2 separate regions of the Mus musculus genome follow, and region 2 is linked to region 1. Evidence: chromatin contacts called from public HiChIP or PLAC-seq data. All regions are on one chromosome and are shown on one strand. Each heading gives the region's core, a stretch centred on a gene start, on an enhancer-like site or on the middle of the called end of the contact. The rest is flanking DNA. Distances are from core to core; before and after follow the strand shown. Region 1 has its middle 58 kb from the start of 1700055K11Rik. Region 2 holds the start of Rae1 (ribonucleic acid export 1).

Region 1 (4,029 bases), core at 247-2,746:
ACAGCGGGGAGAGAGGGGATCGTGTATTCAGCCATTGTTGGATTAGCACCTAGCATGTGCAGGGTGCATACAAGAGCTGGAGTTGATAGAAAACAAAGAAAACATAGGAATAGATGTCAAAGGACAGCCATGGGGGAGCCTGGGTTGGGCTGAGGGGCCGAGAAACATCCCAGAACTCCCTTAAGGGAGATCTCACCATATGCTTCATATGGAGGTAGACTGGCCTGGGACCTGGGACAGAAGACTGGTGAGTTTCTGCCCAGTGCCACGCCTGGGTCTGAAACACCTGGTCTTTCTGGGGTTTAGCACAGTTCTTGGGCAGGTCGTGACAGCCCAATCTGACCAGAGAGGCCGAGGCTTGGGGACGGGGACTGTAGCTCAGGCTGCCAGGTAGGACAGAAGAATGACGGGATTCCTCCTGTGTGGCTTCTGTGGTAGGACGTCCCAGCTGCGGCTACTAATAAGGACAGACATGCACACACACACACACACACACACACACACACACACACACACACAGAGCACATAAACACGTACACATTCCCAAGTGAGGTGTAAATTTGAGTAATTGAAAGCTGCTGCGTGGAGCTGGGAAGCTGCAGCTCACAGCCCCTCCAGGCCAGCCTGTGCACTGAGCCGGTCCCTGATGGTGTCCTGACATTTAAAAACTGGACTTCACTCAAAAAATGCAAGAGACTGACTTTATTTGTAGAGCCTAGGTATCTGGTCGCATTCTCTGTGCATTGATATAAGGGTTTTGTTGGAGTCTGTGTGGCGTGTTTGTGTCTGTGTGGCTGTGTATGTGTCTGTCTGTGTGTCCGTCTGTGCTTGTGTGGGTGTATCTGTCTTTCTGTGTATGTGTCTGACTGTGTGCGTATGTGCTTGTGTGTATCTGTATATGTGCCTGTTTGTATGTCTGTGTATGTGCTTGTGTGTGTGTCTGTCTCTGTATCTGTGTATATGTGTGACTGTGTGTCTGTGTATAAGATTGTGTGTGTGTCTGTGTCTGTGTGTATGCCTGTGTATGTATGTCTGTATGCCTGTCTGTGAGTGAAATTCCTTTCCCTGGTTCTCTGAAAACACTTACAGCCTTTGGACCCCTTTCCTACATCTTGGGTTCAGAAGAATCACCCCTTCCCATGCTCCCCATCTGGGTGGCCTCTGCCATTCACTCTCCTCTCTTATGGGCTCAGGAAAGGACTCTGTCACACATACAGTCCCCAGCTCCCTCACATTCGCCAAAGGTGAACTGTGCATTCTGGGGAATTTAGGGGGGTGTTCTAACAATCCCTTTCTCCCCTCCCCCTCCCCCCCTCCCTCTCCCTCCCCTTTTCCCTCTCCCTCCCCCCACCCCCCACCCCCCCCACCCCCGCTTTCCCAGGCTCACTCAACTTTCAGTTCACATGTGTGTGATTTTTATCTCCTCAGGACATCGGGACAACCAAATGCACTTAAGAGTTCAGGGAATTAAAACCAAATGTGCTAGGAGGCCCCTGCCTGCAGAGACTGAGGCCGCTGCAGAGACACAGGGTTCCAGAACTGTCAGCCAGTGGGCAGGACTGGTAAAACTGGAGTGTATCTGCCTGTGGATCACAGAGGTCAAGCTGGAATCTAAGCTCCGTGGAACTCCATAAGTGTTCAGAGACCACAAAAGAGAACCCAAGACCTGTCACTCAGAGTGGCAGAGGAAAGAGCCCAGTCACTAGCCAGCTTCCTGCAGGCTTCCTTCTTGCTGTTTAGGTGGGATTAGGTTTGTTAAAGAGAAATTTCCTTTTACATTTTTATTTATTTTGTGTGTATACATAAAATACACATGCATTTGAGTGCATGCCTTCTCATGCATACACGTGTATGAGTGTGTATGTCTCGTGCATACACATGAAGGTCAGAGGACAACTTGAGGCAGTCAGTTCTTGTCTCTACCAGCTGGGTCTCAGGAACCAACTCAGGTCATCAAAGCTTCTTGTCTTAGTCTCTGTTCTAGTGCTGTGAAGGGACACCATGACAAACTCAACTTACCAAAGAAAGCATTTATTGAGAGTTTTCTTATAGCTTTAGAGGGTGCGTCCAGTATTATCACAGTGTAGAGCCAGGCAGACAGGCAGGCAGGCAGGCAGGCAGACAGACAGGCAGGCAGGCAGTCAGGCAGGCAGGCAGGCAGGCAGGCAGGCAGACGACAGGCAGGCAGACAGACAGACAGGCAGGCAGACAGGCAGGCAGGCAGGCAGACAGGCAGGCAGGCAGGCAGGCAGGCAGGCAGGCAGGCAGACAGACAGACAGACAGACAGGCAGACAGGCAGACAGGCAGACAGGCAGGCAGGCAGGCAGGCAGGTAGACAAGCAGGCAGGCAGGCAGGCAGGCAGGCACACAGGCACACAGGCAGGCACACAGGCAGGCAGGCAGACGACAGACAGGCAGACAGGCAGACAGGCAGACAGGCAGGCACACAGGCAGGCAGATATACAGGCAAGCAGGCAGGCAGGCAGACAGGCAGGCACACAGTCAGACAGGTAGGCGGGCAGACATGGTGCCGGAACAGTAGCTGAGCTCCTACATTCTGATCTCTAGGGCGGGGGAGGGATGAGTTTCTGTTAGCCCACCCCAAGTGACACACCTCCTCTAACTAGGCCACTCCCCATAGTCCTTCCCAAACAGTTCCACTCCCCAGTGACTGAGCATTCAAATATAAAGCCTATGAGCGCGATGCTCATTTATCTACCAGGCCATCTCGTAGGCTCTGGGGAAATTTCTTTAGATGCTGCTGCCCTCAGAAGGTGCTCTGAGTAGTTCTGAAAGGAGGAACGTGGCTGCAAGGCACAGGAAGCTGGGCTCAGAGCAGACGGGGGGGGGGGGGGGAGGCTGCTGAGTGCTTGTCACAATTGGACTTGAACGCCCCCCACCCCCACCCCATAGGCTCATATGTTTCAATTCTTGGTCCCCAGATGGTGATACTACTTTTGGGGGGAGGAAGTGGAGCCTCACTGGAGGAAGAAGGTGGCTGGAGTGACTTTGAAGTTTTATGGCCTCCGTTCTTGTCCCTCTGTTTCGTGGCTACAGATGCGCTGTGATGAGGAGCTTCTTATTTCTGTCGCCATGCCTTTCGTGTCGCAGTGGACTGTGGCCCTCAAGCCGGGGGCCACAATAAACCCTTCTTCCCTTCAGTTGCTTCTTGGATCTTTAGTTGCAACCTGTTGGAAAGACCCTGACACAGCATCAAGGAGGGGAAGTGGCAGGATGAAGGGAGGGGGAGGGGGAGGGGGATGATGGCAGGGGGAGAGGATGGAGGGGGAGGGGGATGAAGGGGGAGAGGATGAGGGGAGAGGGAGGGGATGATGGCAGGGCAAGGGGGATGGTGGTAGGGGGAGGGGGATGGTGGCAGGGGAAGGATATGGAAGGGGAGGGGGATGAAGGGAGAAAAGATGGAGGGGGAGGGGGATAAAGGGGGAGAGGATGAGGGGGGAGGGAGGGGATGATGGCAGGGCTAGGGGGATGGTGGCAGGGGGAGGGTGATGGTGGCAGGGGAAGGGGGACAACAGAATGAGACCTAGCAGCCTAGCTAGATTCTACTGTCAGGCAGAGGTGCTGCCCTCTGTGCCACAGCCCACAGACATTCAGCAATGTCAGGGGAAACTGTGAAAACTGGGGTAGAAGCCTGCTAACCAGCTCTAATGGGAAGCAGCCAGCAATGCTGCCCACACTGGAGGTGGTTGGAATAAGAACAGCCCTGTAGGCTCATGAATTTGCATGCTTAGGCATCGGGGAGTGACACTACTTGGAAGGATTGGGAGGTGTGGCCTTTTTGGAGGAAGTGTGTCACTGGGGGTGGGCTTTGAGGTTTCTAAAGCCCAAGCCAGACCCTGCGTCTCTCTCTCTCTCTCTCTCTCTCTCTCTCTCTCTCTCTATATATATATATATATATGTATATATCTTCAGCAGATCCAGCTGTAGAACTCTCAGCTCCTTCTCCAGCGCCATGTCTGCTGTATGCCGCCATGCTTCCTGCCATGATGATAATGGACTAAACTTCT
Region 2 (3,863 bases), core at 1,339-3,838, 200 kb after region 1:
TGGTGTACTGATGTGACAGGCAGCTTGCAGCCAGGCCCTTATATCTCCTGAACAGAAGGGATTCCTGGCTGTATCTCAGAACTCTCTGGGAAAGTAGGAAAGAATAATTTCCTGAGTTCCACCCAAGACCTACTAAATTTGAGTCTTTTGAGTGCAGCCCAGGCATGAAGGTTTTTTTTAAAAGCTCTCTGACATTAACAGCCTTGCTGGAATTCATTGGTGGGGTCTTTGGTCCAAGAACCCTAGCTGAGAAGGTGGTAGAAATGTGGTTCCTCCAGCCTGCCCCAGACCTATCGGGTCTGCATTTCACATCACAGATCTAAAGCTCTTTGAGAGAAGGTCATGAGGACCCAGGACACATAAGCAGCCTCACGCGCTCGGTATTTTCTCAGTAACTGGCAGGCTCTGAGGACACTGGGGCAGGACCCACGGTTCATAGTCCGCAGTCTGTGAAACAAGGGGATGGAGGGGGTGGATGGTAACGAATGCTAAAGCTGGGGGGGAAAGATGACCTTTCTGCCCGACATGATCTCCCCGTGGCCTGCGAGGTTGATAACTATCTGAAGCTGGCTGCATAGGCTGCAACACCACCTGTCTTAGTTACAGTTGCCACTGCCGTGATTAACACCATAAGCAAAGCACGCTGGGGAGGAAAGGGTTTATTCTGCTTAGGCGTCTACATCACAGGTCATTAGCAAAGGAAGTCAGGGCAGGAACCTGGAGCAAGAGCTGATGCAGAGGCCATGGTGGGATGCTGCTTACTGGCTTGCTTTCTGTGGCTTGCTCAGCCTGCTTTCTTATAGAACCCAGGGATGGCCCCATCCACCATGGGTTGGGCCCTCCACCACTGATCACTAATTAAGGAATTGCTTTACTGTCTTGCGCACAGCCTAATCTTATGGAGGCATTTTCTTAACTGAGGTTCCCTCCTGTCAGATGACTTTAGCTTGTGTCAAGTTGGCATAAAACTATCCAGCACACCCCGCAGGACTATAATGCAGTGCTGCAAGGGCCATGGCCCTAAAGGGAACTGTGCTGTTTGCTGCTTGATGGTTGTGGCCGTTACTGTAAAGCCTCTTTGGTCACTGTCAGCTGCCCTCACTAAGGGTGTGCTGTGCTGGCTAGTTAATGAATTCTTTAGACAGGGATCACAAGGCTGGGGAGACAGAGGAATCAGTCTGGGCGGGTCCTGGGAAGGTCATAGTAACAATGCCCTGTGAAACCAACCTAAAGGAGCCCTCTACTCTGGACCCAACTCTTCCCCTGAGCCCCAACAGGAATAAACACGACGACGACAAACCAAACACTATGTACGCTAACTAAACCTTGTTATTTGACTTCTCAGGGGATGGGAGTAAGTAGATGATCACCAAGTGTCCTAGACAGGCCTGTTTCCTCTGTGTTGTACTGAGGTCCCTTAAGACAGGTAACCAGCGGCCAGTTTTTATTCCATTGTTCTGTAACCCTGTTCCTGCCTTACATTTTTAAAAATTGTTTTGGAGACAGAACATTTCTGTGTAGTTCTGATTGGCCTAGAACTCACAGAGACGCCCCCCCCCACCCCCTGCCTCTACCTCCTGCGTGCAGGGATTGGAAGGCCTGCCAAGTTGCCCAACAAGGAAACTAATTTTGTAGGGACCAATCACATTTTGTTCTTCCTCACTGACACTTGTCCTTTCTCTCTCTCTAAAACCGCTTTCCCTGATTGGTTCATTGGAACCCCCATTCTGGAATCTAGCTAACTATGTTGTCATTTTATCTGACACCTTAAACACTCTATGTGGAATGTTTCATAGAGCAGGACTTTTGTGTTTCAAACAGGCTTAATACTGACCTATTAGTACATGGGGCTCAGTAATTAAGTGTACTTGTTGCTCTTGAAGAGAGCCATGGTTCGGTTCCCAGTACCCACATGATGGTTCGACTATCTGTAACTCCTGTTCCAGGGGCTCCTACACAGTTTTCATGCCTCCCCAAGCATGTGGTGCATATACATACACACAGGGACAACATCCATGCACGGAAATAAATCTTAAACATCTCAGGGAGTAGGAACCATTCCCCTTATCATACCGCTCGGGATGTTCCAAGTAGGCAGCCTCTCAGAGGACAGTGCTAGATCTGAGCTGGGGAACTCTTTTTTTGTTTGTTTGTTTGTTTGTTTTTTGTTTTTACATGTATATGAGTATGTTGCCTGAAGAAGTTTAAGCACCACTGCGTGCAATGACCACAGAGACCAGAAGAGGGCGTCAGTTCTCCAAGAACTGGTGTTGGTTCTCTTGGACCTGTGAGCCGTCCAGTAGGTGTTGGGAATAGAATCTGGGTCTTCCCCAAGAAGCCACTGCTCTTGGCCGCTGAGCCATCTCTTCGGCTCCACGATCATCTTTAGACGTTTAAACAACAATCAATATAACGATACACACGCGAAAACAACGCCCTCTCTCAACTAGTTGCCTGGCAACTGCGCTGGCCGACTTTCCACAAACGCACAACTGCTGGCATAAACACTTCCTCTCGCCCTCAGCAGGGCTTCTGCGCATGTGCGCCCGCCTTGAGAGGGGCGGGACGCCGTGCTCTGACGCTTTCCGGGCAGTCCCGGAAGTGGCTCGTGGCGCGTGCGCGGTGCTTCTGTGGTAACGGGGCAGTTTCCACCGGCTTGAGGCGGACGACTCGGCGGTCTGGGGTCTCCCGGCTGCGCCCCCTCTGCCCCGCGCCAGAGCAGGTCCGTGGCTTCGGGCCCCGCCGCGTGCGTGTTCCTCAGGCGGCCGCCGCGCTCCCTCCGGGAAGCCCGGGCCCGCGTGAGGAGACCGAGCCCCTCTCTGCAGCCGGACCCCGTGCGCTCCGCTAGGTAGGCCGGGCCTCTCCGCGTGCGCACACCGCCCAGGCCACGGGGGTGAGGGGACGGTGGGGGACCGCGGCGTGCGCGGATGGGAGGGGCACGGCCGAGCCGGCGGGCGTGGTCGGACGCTTGGGAGCAGCCCGAGCTAACCCAGTCAGCCAGGAGAAAGGCCCCTGAGAGCTACGGGAGCTGGAGAGATGGCTGCGCTGCCTGCCAGAGGTCCGACCGCCTCTTCACCCCCGCTGCAGGGCACCCGGTACGCCCTTGCTCTTCTCACGTGCGCATGGTGATCTGAAACTAAGTCCTCAAGTAAATTGCACGGGAGAGGAGCGTGCGGATCCCAGCACACACTGGGGGTCGTTTCGTTTCCTAACTCCAGGATGGAGGAGTTAGTTTTTCCGGTGAAAATCAAGACTAACTCACGCTCCGGAGAAACATAGCCCTGGCTGCGTGTCTGTGCATCCCTCTCCCTGTACAGACAGGCTTGTAGTCCTCAGCCCCGAGAGTTGTCTCCCGAGCCGTCTTCTGAGACGTGAATGTGCACCTTATGGTGGCTCTGACACATCGTGGCTGTCTCGAAGGCAGCAGGAGTCAAATGCGCTCCCACAGTTCCTTGCAGTTTCCCTTTCCTTGTTATTTTAAGGAAGCGACCCTCATTAGGCTGTGGATTGCTCGGGCCTTAGCCTCGCTTTTGGAGAGGTGGCTGACTTGGTGGAAGTCTGGGTTTTAAGAATTTGCTTTTTAGTAACAGCTTGAAATGTGGCAAAAGCATATGGGAGTCTGGAGTCACAGTGCACAGATGGTTTCCTTGGCAACGACACAGTTGTCAATTACATTCAGTGTTAGACCGTGCAAATCCTTTTCTTTAAATGGGCTCTTTTGTAGACCAGGCTGTCCTCAGATTTCTGTACAGTCAGGGATGGCCTGCTCCTCCTGACCCTGCCTCCCAAGTGCAGAGATCACCTGTGCCAGCTCACCTGACTAACCCTAAACTTTCTCTGCCTGTTGTGTGTATGGCCATGCA

The links. HiChIP or PLAC-seq counts read pairs in DNA pulled down with a chosen protein or histone mark.
Region 2: an H3K4me3 HiChIP or PLAC-seq map of embryonic limb bud shows a contact between it and region 1, with 4 times the contacts expected there. The contact joins the promoter of Rae1 here to the enhancer-like site in region 1. A contact is called at or near these places in 13 of 39 promoter capture datasets (the 3T3-L1 cell line, 3T3-L1-derived adipocytes, the C10 cell line and 9 more), 2 of 484 Hi-C or Micro-C datasets (cranial neural crest and liver), 10 of 115 datasets of contacts at active chromatin or transcription factors (craniofacial prominence, embryonic basal ganglia, embryonic forebrain and 7 more) and 2 of 9 other capture datasets (adipose tissue and pancreatic islet).

What each region holds. Positions count from the first base shown.
Region 1 is chr2:172,800,460-172,804,488 of GRCm38.p6, forward strand. No RefSeq gene overlaps it. Among named protein-coding and RNA genes, the nearest start is that of 1700055K11Rik, 58 kb to the right of the region's middle. Within about 2 kb of position 1,497, at least 10 of the 459 cell types and tissues checked have an H3K27ac peak or open chromatin away from gene starts, as enhancers often do. A contact at or near this core is called in embryonic limb bud, where this site is marked.
Region 2 is chr2:172,997,529-173,001,391 of GRCm38.p6, forward strand. It overlaps Rae1 (ribonucleic acid export 1), which reads left to right and starts at 2,589. Exons shown (of 12, transcript NM_175112.5): 1 at 2,589-2,848.